Linked DNA regions of Oryctolagus cuniculus: region 1 is linked to region 2. A link is a contact called in public Hi-C data. All regions are on one chromosome and are shown on one strand. Each heading gives the region's core, a stretch centred on a gene start, on an enhancer-like site or on the middle of the called end of the contact. The rest is flanking DNA. Distances are from core to core; before and after follow the strand shown.

The links. A called contact is a pair of places that touch in the nucleus more often than the background predicts.
Region 1: a contact with region 2 is called in a Hi-C map of an unstated tissue, with 5 times the contacts expected there. The contact joins two enhancer-like sites. A contact is called at or near these places in 3 of 6 Hi-C or Micro-C datasets (ear pinna, psoas muscle and an unstated tissue).

Annotation. Positions count from the first base shown.
Region 1 is chr16:20,433,520-20,440,244 of mOryCun1.1, forward strand. No RefSeq gene overlaps it. Among named protein-coding and RNA genes, the nearest start is that of TRIL, 96 kb to the right of the region's middle. Within about 2 kb of position 4,627, at least 1 of the 8 cell types and tissues checked has an H3K27ac peak or open chromatin away from gene starts, as enhancers often do.
Region 2 is chr16:20,192,022-20,198,795 of mOryCun1.1, forward strand. The region is part of intron 5 of CREB5 (cAMP responsive element binding protein 5); the gene reads left to right. Among named protein-coding and RNA genes, the nearest start is that of CREB5, 220 kb to the left of the region's middle. Within about 2 kb of position 2,515, at least 1 of the 8 cell types and tissues checked has an H3K27ac peak or open chromatin away from gene starts, as enhancers often do.

The sequences.
Region 1 (6,725 bases), core at 3,377-5,876, 240 kb after region 2:
CATGCTACTCCTTACAAATGCAAGTTATCAACATTCATTCAGTCAAGCCCACTTGGCAGTCACCCTGTAAAAGCGGCTTTTAATACATAGAAGCAATATGAGGACATTCAATCCAGGCTCTCACCCCCTTGATTAAACTAAAAGATTACCATGTTATTTAATTTTAGATTTAATTAATAAAATTTGAATTGACAGTGAAACGTCAGATGAGTAGTAATCAATTACATTTCAATTGAAAATTGAGATTCTTTTATGTATTTTGCTTCTTTTGACTACTTAATATTTGATTTGGATACATTAACATTTTCTTTTCTCTGCAATCAAATCAAACAATACTGAGATGAAATGTCCTTTTCCTGCCAAGTACTCTTATGGTATAACATTCTTTTCACACACAGCATTGTGATTAGTATTTTTTTGCCACTGTCATTGAATTACATTCATTATGCAGAGGCATTAATTTTGCACAGGAATAACACTGGGATGCAACCATGAAGGAGACGCCCATCACATTTTTATTGTCAGCCAACAGAGATGATATCTAAAGAGTGAACACGTGTGTGCACACACATTTATCTTGGAGTATTTTTAGTTTTCAATCTGTGAGTTTCATATATGTGGAGTCAGCCACTCATTATACACTGCACATTGTTCATAGCTGCATCAGAGCAATAATGGGACAGAACAGTCTTCTCCACTATCACCATCTTTGAAAAAGAAGGGACTCACATCCCTGTAGTATTCTGCTTCTTTCAATTCATTGTGATAAAGGTGATAGAAATTTCCCAGGCCAGCACCATGGCTCACTTGGTTAATCCTCCGCTGGCATCCCATATGGGCACTGGATTCTGTCCCAGTTGCTCTTCTTCCAGTCCAGCTCTCTGCTGTGGCCTGGGAAAGCAGTAGAAGATGGCCCAAGTGCTTGGTCCCTGCACCCACGTGGGAGACCAGGAAGAAGCTCCCGGCTCTTGGCTTTGGATCTGTGCAGCATTGGCCAGCGGGTATTTGGGGAGTGAACCAATGGAAGGAAGATCTTTCTCTCTGTCTCTCTCTCACTAACTCTGCCTGTCAAATAAATAAATAAATAAATTTCCCATATCACCAATGACTCTGCTCCCTACCCATTGCTCTATCTGTCTCTTTCTATCTCTGTCTCTGTCTCTATCACATACAGGCAAATACACACACACACACACACACAGAGTGCATTACATTTGTTAAGAATTTACCAAAGCATAGCAACACTAACAAACATAAAGATATTCATTGCCCTTAACCCACCCTAAGGATGGGCTGAAATTACGTATTAGAACACTCTAGATTTAGACCTCTGCCTGCGGGACCCAGGGCGTTCCTGTATGAAGTCAGAAGTCTGCCGTCTATGAGACACAGAACCCGACTTGTTACTTAGGACTCGGCCAGTGGTGTAAACACACCCATTTGCAGGCTAGCTCGAGACCTACAGTTAAGAAATGAAGCCCTTCTTGAATCGCAAAATCATAAAAAGGCAACAAAACCCTCTTTAAAGCGTACTTCTTATTTTGACTTTTGTTGTTAACTAATGAAGTCCAAATTGATAGTTAAACATTGTATGAGGATGAATAAAATATTCTCAGAATCAGAGTTCTTAGATTTTACTTTTGTTTAGCAGTATTAGTGTTTCTCTTTATTGTTTCCCAGTAAAGTCGTATCTTAAGGCTAAACACCCCTTCTTCGTATTTGAGTTTATTTCTCCTTTAAATTTTTCTTAATATTTCTTTTCATTTTATTTGAAAAGCAGAGACAGAGATCTTTAACCTCTGGTTCACTCCTCAAATGCAGGCAACAGCTGGGACTGTGTGGGGAGCAACCGGACTAGACTGAGTTACTGGAATTAAGACTTATTCTATGCATCTGCTCTCCCACAATATGGCGCTGGGAGAGAAGAAAACAGCTTCCGCACAGCTGCCTCCAGTTCAACTAATAAACTGTAGGACTTGCTCCTGATTGGAGGAGAGCAGCGTACTCGGCGTGTGGGCAGCCGAGTTAGGATTGGCGGAGGAGGACTATAAAGGAGGAGAGAGACGGCATGCACGAGGAACATCTATGGGGAACATCTAAGGGGAACACCTGTGCAGCCCCCCGAGAAAGCCGGCCAGCGGTGTGCCGCTCCCCTGCGGAAGTGGGGAATGTGGCCAGGGGGAACTGCCCTTCCACGGAGGTGGAAGGGATAGTAGCCAACCCGGGAAGAACCAGCAGCAAACCCGGGGAGGGCCGAGCAGACGAAAGAACAGCGCAGGGTCCTGTGTTGCTCCTCCATGAAGACGGGGAGCGACAGGACTGGATCAGACCAAATTCAGGAGCATAGAACTAACTCCATGGGGTCTCCCACGTGAGTGTGGCAGGGACCAAGTTCTGGAGCCATCACCAGCTGCCCCCAGGGTGCACATTAGCAGGAAGCTGGACCGAAAGCAGAGGAGCTGGGACTAAAACCAGGCACTCAGAAGCAGAACGTCTTAACACCCGCACCAAACCCCCTCATCTCTCCTTTGTGGGGCAAGAAGACAAGGAAACAGCATGGTGGAAAGAAGGGCCTTGCTTCATGGGTGCCATGTGCGACGCATCTGTGGTGGTGCCTTCACTGCGTACCAGGCCACAGTTTTCTAGACTTCACCTTTCCACACCTCATAACTCACCCTGCAAGCCCTCATACACACATTTATCGAGGTGGGGAACATTTTCCCCCCTTGATTATTTAAAAGTCTTCATTGCAGCTACTTCCTCTGAGACAGACCACCTCTTTCATTAGGAATATTTATGGGAAATAATATATTTGTGCAGTTGAAAGCATCACCTGTTTGCCCAAGTCAGTTCTTGTCTGAATGCAAATATGCTGTTGGAGGCTTTCCTCGACAACAACTGCTAATGGAAAGTAGCAATCACAACTTCTCTGCAGCAGTAAACGTTTTATATTTATAACCACTGGATTCCAATTAAATGTATTCAATATAGCAAGCTTTGATTAAAGAAATGTAAAAGGAGAGATTATGTATACAATCCTGTGGAAAACAAGGCAGGCTAGGTATGCAGCCACTTGTATATTCTTAATAGAAGCCTTTACCTGAAGGTAAAACCCAATAAAGTGTACTTATAATGTGCTATGGACTCGATGTTGATTTACCTGCGCTCCATAGTCAGCAGAAATCAACTTTACCAGGTACACACCGTGGTTATATATTCAATGCATATAAAAGACGCGTATAAAAGACCCTTTTTTCTTTTTATAAAGAATTACTGAATTTCACGAGGGCACTTTTTTTTTCTCTGAACCGTTCTTTGTTAACCACGGGATAAACTGATTGCAAATAAAGGAAGTTATGGGGCTGTGGCCATGTTTATAAAGAACAGGAAAATCCTTAACGTGGGTCTACAATTTCAACAAGGAAAAAAAAATCACAAATACAAGGGTTGACCTTTTTGTAACAGACAATAGCAAGATCTTTCAAAAAATCTTGCCAATCAGGAAAGATACTGCGTATTTAATCAAAGTCTATGAGGAGAGATCTGGGAAGGGAAGGTTGAAATCATTGTTTCTTGAAAGAAAAAAAAAAAAAGGGCAACAATAACCACCTGGTGCTTCCTGGTCTGATAGTCAAAGGCAACATCTTCCTACATTTCCCATTCACAGGCCACAAACCCCTGACAGCTGGGACCCCACCTCCCACTGCCACATTTAAAGTTCAGGGTTAGCTGCACGTGGGATTCTCTGTGCTCGGTGCCATGCCTTAATGAATCCAGGCCGAGGATCATGAGGAAATCCAAGAAGCTTCGTGACACCTGAGACACTCGTGGGCTGTCAGAGTCCTCGAAACCACGCACAGACTGATGCCACCAAGGGGATCTCCATCCAGCGCACCGCACCTGTTCCCTCCACGGTCCGGCCGAGTGTCACAAAGTCGCGATTGTGCAAACTGTGATGCTGCGCGCAGAGGCGCCCCATCGTGTCCAGCCCCCCATCCACTCTGGTTGTTCTGGGTCAGAGAAGGGAGCCAGGCCAGCGACCCTGTGAACTAACGCCTTGGTGACAGTCCTGCTGCGACTTCCCTTCCACCCCAGGCGCCTGTCGCTCTGAAGAACACCACGTTTGACCCTGCGCGTGCACACTGCGCGTGCAGTGGCCACATTAGCCAAGCAGCTGTTTTGACCCTGCATACTTAAGCAACAGAACGGCCACTACAGCCACGACCTGCTTCTTTAAGGGCTCACAATGCGAGGAAGATACAGATGCTGCCAAAAGTGCCACAGCCAGGACACGGACGCCGAGCCCTGCGCTCCCGGGGCTGCGTGACTCGCGAAGCCCCAACGCTGAGTCGCCCGCAGATGTCACGGCTGAGAGGAAGGGGTCGAGCGGGCAGGAAGCAGCCACCTCCTCGCCCAACCGACCCGATACTTGCTCCTGGGGTCCGTCTCCCCGTGACAACATACGCACAAGGGTGTCCCAGGAAGGGAGGCAGTGGATCCGGCCCCATAGCACCTGCTGCTCTGCTCCCGGAGCCCCGCAGCATTGCGCTCGGCTCGGGCGCCCTCTGGCGCCGCGCGGGGGAGATCCACGTGGCGCCGGGAGCCGGGAAGGCAAACAGTGCACAGCCTGGCGCTGTGCTGTGGCTTTGGCTATTGCAGGAAAACACAGCCTGGGCGGCTCTGCCGGGACAGGAGCTTCTCACTGCCCAACCTCAGGCCCTGGTGTTCCCCGCACAATGTGTTAAGACACCAGTCACCTTCCCAGCCAAGCTTGCAAGACCTCAAGTGCAGAAGGAAAACCATGTGCTGGCTCGGGCTGCCTCCCTCCACACACCACACCTGTTCTTATCTTTACTAGTGCGCAGGGTTTGCAGCATATGATTCTCAACCCCACGGAATGGTTTCCTTTTTTTTTTTAAGATTTATTTATTTGAAAGGCAAAGTTACACACAGAGAGATATCTTCCATCTGCAGGTTCATTCCCCAAATGGCTACAACAACCAGGAATGGGCACGGAGCCTGGAACTTCTGGTCTCCACGTGGGGTGGCAGGAGCCCAAGACCTTGGGCCATCTTCTGTTGCTTTCCTAGGCGCATTAGCCTGGAGCTCAATGGGAAGTGGAAGAGCAGGGACTTGAACCAGCACTCATATGGGATACCGAGGTTACAGAAACTGCTGTACTACAATGGGGATGGCTTTTTTGGCGCATCAACTTGACTAAGCTCAAGTCTCCAGTTATTCCATGAGATGCTAACCTTGCTGCCCGGGGAATGGGTTTGCAGGTGTCATTAACTTCACTAATCAGTTGAACAGAAGGGAAATTACATCGAATAATGTGGGAGGGTCTGATGTGATCAGCTGGAGGCTCTGAAAACAGGTGAGAGAGAGAGAGAGAAAGAGAGAGATTCTTCCTGTGGACCATAGTGGCAGTCATGCCCACTCTGCTGGTGACCTCCTCTTTCTGACTGCCTGCCCTCTGATTTTTGGACTTGCTCAGCCAGCTCTCACAACAGTATAAACCAATTCCTTGTAATAAACCTCTGGATATATGATGAATAGATAGATAGATATGGATAAATAAATAAATAGATAAATGGATGGATGGATAGATAGATGAGTGAGTGAGTGAGTGAGTGAGTGAGTGAATGAGTGAGTCTCTGGTTGAACTCTAGCTAATGCAACCCACGTAGCCTACATCGGAAAAAAAATATTAAGGAAATTCCAAGTGCCAGATCTCTGCCTGCATCCTTGCCAGCTGTCAGTCAATCAGTATTTTCTGAATGTCTGCTGGGGGGAGGCACAAGACCATAAACTATAGAGAGGCAACTAGACAGAGCAGCCTGGGTTTCCTCGCTTATTTGGGCTCCAGATCTGCTAAGTTAGGTACTAACAGTGAGGTACTGACTGAGAGAGGCAGTGGCTGCAATGTGTTGTGTTGCTTGTCACACATGCACATCACACGCACACACAGCTCTGGATGGCGACTTTGAAGTTGTCAAACCTAAACCAGAAGCCAGCTTTAATTAATGGTTTATTGTGGGTGCTGGTGGCGTGCTTGGAGCTATACAAAAACATAGTAGGAGCAGGACGCCAGGGAGGAAGAACAGACAGCACAGTTTGCCTGGAGGGCCCTCCGTCTATCACCACTAAAGGTAAAATGCCTGTTTATCTCATTGCCAAGGCTGCTGAGTCATCCACCCCCACAGCGTTGCTATGCATGGCAAAGAGGTGGCACTTACTGATCAGGGATCAGAGTTGGAGGACATTAGCACAAGTGGACAGGCTGGGAAAGGAACCCTTCTCTCCAGACCTATCACCAGGACCACTGGCCCTAGGCCAAACCGGATGTCCAACAAAAGACCCATCCTTTCCCTAACCTCTCTTCCTCCTGCCCCTGGGCTCAACGCCTGCTCCAGGATGGCAGTAACCCAGCCCATTTTCACCTAACAAATGTTTAACAGGTCCCTCCCATGCTACAGACTTAACCTTTATGATCAGGTGTCCTCAAATAGCTGTTGTAGTCCCTGTTGGCCTGCAAGCCGTGGGTAGATTCAGTGATAACTCCATCAGTAGTCTGTTGACTTCCCCATGGACTTCTTCCTTTAGGGTTATTTCCTCCTGCAGATTCACCCCCTTTGGGCTTAGTCACAGCTCCCATCTGACCTCACTCCCCATTAGTCCTTTTCTTATCAGCCCACTTTGGACAGGTTTGTTTTTGTTCCTTA
Region 2 (6,774 bases), core at 1,265-3,764:
TCAGTGATCGACCCTGGGATATGAAGTCACATATCCTGCAGCACGCTGCTCACAGCGTGCAAGCTGAGATCCATGTATAGGAGGCAGTGAGACCCCTACAGTGGATGTGTTTGTGTGCAAGGGAAACTTGTGCTAGGAGAGTGACCAGTTGTTTGTTGCAAAGTTAAATTCTTATACCCTTGCACACATTCTCTCTCTCTCTCTCTCTCTCTCTCTCTCTCTCTCACACACACACACACACACACACACATATACACACCCTCTCCCTCCAATCATCTATCCCCTTAAAGGTGTTCATCATGCCAGGCACATTTGCCAACCTGTAACGACCAGACTTTCCCTCCAAGGCAGCTATTTACAAGGTTTATTAAGATGGGGCACCCAAAGGCACCCAACAGAGCCAAGAGGAAACTGCACCAGGGCTGAGAGCAGCTGTTACTGGCATCCCTTAAGAAGGTTATGATGCATACTGAGTTCTTCACGTGTAATATCTTATTTAATTCTCACATCAAGCTCCTGATGGAGGGAGTATTTATTTCTGTTTTGTATATGAGGAAACTGAGCTTCAGGGATGTGAGGTAACTTATGTTGGCCATACAGAACCCCTCAAAATCATTGTATCTGGAATGGCATATAGTGTTACCTCTAGACGTTACTCTGCATCATGTACAGTGTTTACTCCCAGACATCCGAACTGGGCACGTCTATAAGACATGTGACAGGCGACAGAGAAAGAAAGAAATCTTCTGTCTGCTGGTTCGCTCTCTAAATGGCCAGGAGCCTGGAACCCCATCCAGGTCTCCCACATGGGTGCAGGAGCCCAATCACTTGGGCCATCCTCTGCTGCTTTCGCAGGCACATTAGCAGGGAGCTGGATTGGAAGTGGAGCAGTTGGGACTCCAACTGGCACTCACATGAGATGCCAGCCTCAGAGGCAGCAGCCTAACTCACTGTGCCACGGTGCCAGCTCCCGTAACGTGTCCTCAGCCTACCACACAGATGCACTCCTGGGAACTCCCACACCAGTCGTCTTCTTACCCAATGTTTTGACTTTGTGATAGCCTGTAGCCATATTCTAATATCTTTAGGCAGAGCCGTAATACAAAGAGTGTATATATTTCAAAGTAGCTTCGCAGATCAAACTCTACCCGGTCTGAAATGCAGCTCCTGTTCCTGGGGGTTAACTGGTTGTCTTTGGCCAGTGTTTAGTTCACATTCTAAAAATGGCTCTTACGCCTTGATCTGACTCACTGTATGTATTACAGCAAAGTCACTTACAGATCAATTTATTTTTAGAATCTTAAAGAAACAGATTCCACAGGGAGTGTTTGTTCCTGACCGCAGACTAATGTGAGTGAAAACATATCTTAGAGCAAAACTTTCTTTCCATCCGATTCCTCTGCCTCTGGCACTCTGTTGAACAGCGAATGACTGAACAGCAGGATGGCAGAGTTGTATGCCAGTGTCCTGTATAGTGGAGGAGTCACGTGGCATGCAAGAAAGAGCACCTTGTTATTTTGAATTAAAGAAGTCGGCAGCAATGCGTGAACAGTGTTAATATCTAGAACGGGAAGAAAGATTATGTACCTGTTATCTGCCTTGCAGCTTTGCAATAGAAATTTTGTGCAAGAATGGGGTAAGAATGATCACGAGGTTGAGGAAGAGGATGGTGAAGACGGCCGCTAGGAACGTTATGGCTGTTAGTGAAGATGCTGTGTTTGTCCAGTAAACAAATACAGTAGGCTGCCCTCTGCAGGTGCTCAATCTAGATTGGATAGTGTTAAACCCATGCAAATAGATGCAGCATTCTCTCTCACACCAATGCACAGCTACAAATGAAATGCTGAGGTCAGTTAAGTAAGTAAAGCCTTTATGCTTTGCAGGTCTAATTCCTGTGGATTATAAAGCTGAAGAAGAATCAGGCACTTAGTAACTTGTTCTAGTTTTCTTGCCCAAGTTTCTGAGTGTGTAGTGTGGAGGCCAATGAATTACAGGGAATTTGTGAACCAGTTTTCTGTTTATAGTTGAAAGCATTAGCTGTTCTTTGGCTTGGCTAAGACCTCTTGGGTTTTGATAACAAATATTTAATGAATGATTAATAAGTAATAATGGGTTTGGAACCCTCTGACTTGTTGAATTTCATACCACACTTGGCCAGCATTCTTACAGCTCACAGGCTTACTCCTCCTTTAAACCCAACTCCTCCTTTAACCGTCTGCTTCTACCTTGCTCCGACACTCTTACTCCGGTACTGCCCTCCTGTCAATACTCTTGTTATTTCAGTGTCTAAAGTTGAGCAGTTTTCTCCATTTTCTCTTTGTTCTTCCTTGCAAGGGCTATGAGTTAACCAAGGAGAATCACTGGGCGGAGTCTGGAGAACTGATTTCTTGTATCTACTTCCTACCTCCAAGTGTCTGTTAAATAAGCTGGTCCTGGTTGCTGATCTCTTATTAATTATCTCTTCCCTGCACTAGGCAGGGCTGCCCCCAGAAGGGCAGAGAGCCCCTGTTGCTCACTTTGTGGGATTCTGTAACGTGGGTCTGTTAGTGCCTAGAGCACCACCTCTGGAGCCGGTGCTCATGAACTTGAGCTCATGCCCAGCCCCCTCCACTGGCCTGTGGGGAGACTCCGGGCCACTTTTGTTATGTCTCTGAGCCTCGGTTTTCCATCAGCAAGGGCAGTACAGCAGTAGCCACCTCATAGGATTCTTGAGAAGATCTAAAGATTCAATGTGGGTGAAAATTTGATAAGCACCATCGTGTTTACTTCCCACGAGCACGTGACAAGGTAGAGCCTGGTATTACCCCTGCTTCACAGATGAGGACATGAGGCTTGGGAGATTCATCAGCAGACTCCGCGTTAACAGGACTGGTACGTGTGGAGTTGAATTGGAGCCAGGTTTAGGTGAGGCTTTGACCCCTGTGCCGCTCTGCCAGAGACTTTGATCTGCTTCCCCTCATGGGATGAGGAGAAGGATGATTCACTCTGCTCTGTAAGATATCTACCCCCATCATTCGGATTTCTTCCCATACTTTGGTTACCTTCAACTATAGCAAGTACAGAGGACCCAAGAGTCAGTCCCTCCTATCTACAGTCTGTGGGCTTGGTTGACAAGAAAGGAACCACACAAAAAAAATCCACCCCCTGACTCTCAGAGTTGACTTATATAGTCAAAAAGAAGGGGATCCTTGTTAGGGACTGTAGTTAAAATCCCAAAGCTCACTCAGCCAAAACCTCATCCAGATGGGAGTGTGTGGTCACTGGTCATGCATTTCTGTTTGCTGAATTCCACACAGCCAAGGCAATTGCCTTGCCTCACTGAAGATCCACAGGGGAAAAAAGTTATGTGCGCGCGGACGAAAAGAAACACGAGCGGAGTTCTCCCTCAGCGCCAGGAATGCTTGATACGGCGGTGTTTATTCCGTGGCCTGCTGCCATGAGCCATGTGCCACCAGTCTCAAAGCACGGAAAAGCAGCACGGGTCTCCCTGATTGGCCTTGTGTCATTTAGATGACATCAGATCAAAAAAGGAGAATTTGTTTCCATAAAAACAAGTTTGCAAAAAATATAAGAGTACACGAATTGCAGCGAAATAGCTGTTGTGAGTCTTGTTGGCTGTTGCCGGACTAACCGAGTGCGTGGGTTGTCATCAAGGACTGCGTGCTGCTTTCCTTCACCTCATTTCTGCATCCTCCAGGAAAAACTGGTGGGAAAAAAATGCATCCTAACAGGTTTGTGTGGGTCTGCGTTACAGCATACTCATTTTATGAATTCGTTCTTTGAGGGTGCATCATTTTGTAGTCAGTATATTTCCAAGGGGATATCTAAAAGCTTGGGGAAAATGGAATCAAAAGATGTTTATTTGGGCATATACATTTTTTTTTTGAAATTCACATACAGTCTTTCATAATACACATTTCCCATGAACTTTTGAAGAGCCCTCTTATTATCTGTTTAAGATAATATAACTCATTTCCTATAGATTCTTATTATAGATCACTAGAAGAAGGCCCTTCTTTCTGCCTTAAAAGATGAATTTGTGGGGGCCAGCGCCGTGGCTCACTTGGTTAATCCTCCTCCTGCGGCATCCCATGTGGGCACCAGGTTCTAGTCCCGGTTGCTCCTCTTCCAGTCCAGCTCTCTGCTGTGGCCCAGGAAGGCAGTGGAAGATGGCCCAAGTGCTTGGGCTCTGCATCCACATGGGAGACCAAGAAGAGGCACCTGGCTCCTGGCTTCGGATCGGTTCAGCTCCAGCCGTTGCGGCCATTTGGGGAGTGAACCAATGGAAGGAAGACCTTTCTTTCTGTCTCTCTCTCACTGTCTGTAACTCTGTCAAATAAATAAATAAAATCTTAAAAAAAAAAAAAAAAAGATGACTTTGTGTTAAATGCTCCACCGGCTTTACCATTCTTGCAGTTTGAGTTGTATGATTTTTTGGCATTCATTTATTTATTTTTATGTATTTGAAAGGCAGAAAGGGACATGTCTTCCATCTGCCGCGTCTCTCCTCAGACGCCTTCAGCAGCCAGGGCTGGGCCTTTCCAAAGCCAGACGCCAGGAACTCCTCCAGGTCTCCCATGTGGGTGACCAGGATTTGCCTGCTGCCTCCCTGGAAGCTGGATTGGAAGCAGAGGCAGGACCCCACGCCAGACACTCCAGTGTGGGATGCAGGCATCCACGGTGGTGGCTTAGCCCACTACACCACAGCAGCCACCTCAGCTGTATTGTTTATACGAGATATTTGGATTGGTTGAAGTATGCTAGAGTTCAGATTTCAAATAAGAATTTCTTACTCTTTGCTTGCTGTATGCCTAGCCTGGTTCCGGGCTTTCTGTGTGCAAAAGCCATTAGTCTTTACAATGATCCCATGAGGCTCTTCAGTATTTCATCCTCGTTCTGCAGATAGGGAAACTGTGGCATGAGAAGTTAAGCAACCTGTCTTTGGCCAGGTTCTACTGAGGACTATCTGTGGGATCCAAACCCAGGAAGTGAGTCACCGGCATCTGCCCCCTGAACCCTACTGTCTCTTAAAACTCAAGCCGTGAAATGATGGAATAGAGTTCACTTTCATGATTGTAAAGTATATTGGCTCAGATTTTTAGGTGACTGCAGAGAGAAGATTATTTCAAAAAGTTCATGGAAGATGGAATTAAAAGATGTTTGTGCTGCTGCCCAAAGTTCATGGAAACAATGTATTATGAAAAAAACTTTGTGTGGATTTCAAAATCTTTTTTGGCACCCAGTTAAACTTATCTTTGGATTCCATTTTTCCATGAACCTCTTGAAGTCCCCTTCGTGCATTGTCAGCATTAGCCACAGAGAAAAGGTAGAGCCTCACCAAGAGAGTGTCCACACAATAGGCAAGAATTAGCTCTTTGTCGTGCTCTACGGAAAGGCCTGGCGAGCCGTATAAAATATGGCCTGCTCCCCCTGGCGTTCAGAAAAGGGAGCCCGTTGGGGGCCGTCCATCAGATCTGGGGAAAGCTGCCCGAGGAAGGCCTCATTTCCTGCGCTCCTGAGCCTGAGAAGTGAACGGCAGCAGAATGTGATACAGGGGTTCCTCTCGTCGTCTGTTTTTGCTCTCAAGACTTGCAATAAGCTAGGAATAATTCGGCCTCCAGTCGCAACCCTTGACAGTCAATGTTATTAAAATTTCTAATTTCCTAAAATTTCTCATGTCCCCCACCCCTCTCCATTCTGCCACACCCCTGGCCTGCAGCCAGGGCATCTGGTTTTTCATAATTAACATGAGGGTTCATATCATCTTTCTTCCCCTGTCTTCTACCCTGCCTGCTGGGCAGTTGTTCTGAAATATCCATCACAGTCACCTTGTTATTGTTGGCTTGGAGTTTCTGATAGCCAGCGTTTGATGGAGAAAAATGCAAGATCACCTTGAATTTCCAAGGCAACTTGAACTTCATTAGAAAAAAATGGCACTTGGACCATTCATTTAAATAGAGGCCCAGCCTTGGCTACCTGTTACTCTCACTTAGGGAGCTTTTAAAAATTCAGGGCTTGGGCCCCTCCCTGGAAGGTTTGAATCATTTCTTCTGGGGTGGAGCCCAGGCGCCAGTATTTTCTTATGTGAGGTCATGATTGAGAAACAGTCGGCTAAATTAGGCTTTTGGCTGAAATTTGAATACCAAGACCCTGCAAGGCCTTGACTCAGAAATATGTAAAATTCATTGAAATGGACAATCCTGGTTCCCATGACCTGTCTCTTTGACGGGATTTTTGCTCTACAGTTGCAGTTACCCACACACTAAAGGGAAAAAATGAGGGTCATCATGCTTTTCAAGTGTCTTCCTAAGCCACCTGTGGCCAAAAGCTTCCATGGCTCGTCTTCCACCCGAGACAAACCAGGGCAGTCTCTAGAAATCGTGTCTATGACAGCGTGTGGTGCGTACAGAGCATCTAAGAAGCTAAAACTTGCACGAGGCTTTGCTCAAAGAGTAGGGGCTACCGCTGCTGTGTAGGTTTGGAGGTGAGTGTGAGTTTCTCATCCGTTAAACAGAAATCATGGTGCCTGTGTCACAGGCTTGTTTGCAATCTAAATGACATCAGTTATGCAAATGCCCCCGATCGGCCTGCTACTACGCAGCAGTAACGCTGCGCTCTCTTGCAGTGATCTGGACATTTCCATGAAGGAACTTCTCTCATTCTAGCAGGTGGCACCTCCTGTTCCTATGGGATTGGCTGGCATGATCGGCTTAGTCTCCGGGGTGTAGTGAAGAGACGTTCTCATGTCCCTCGTCTGCAAGACCCTGAAGTCCA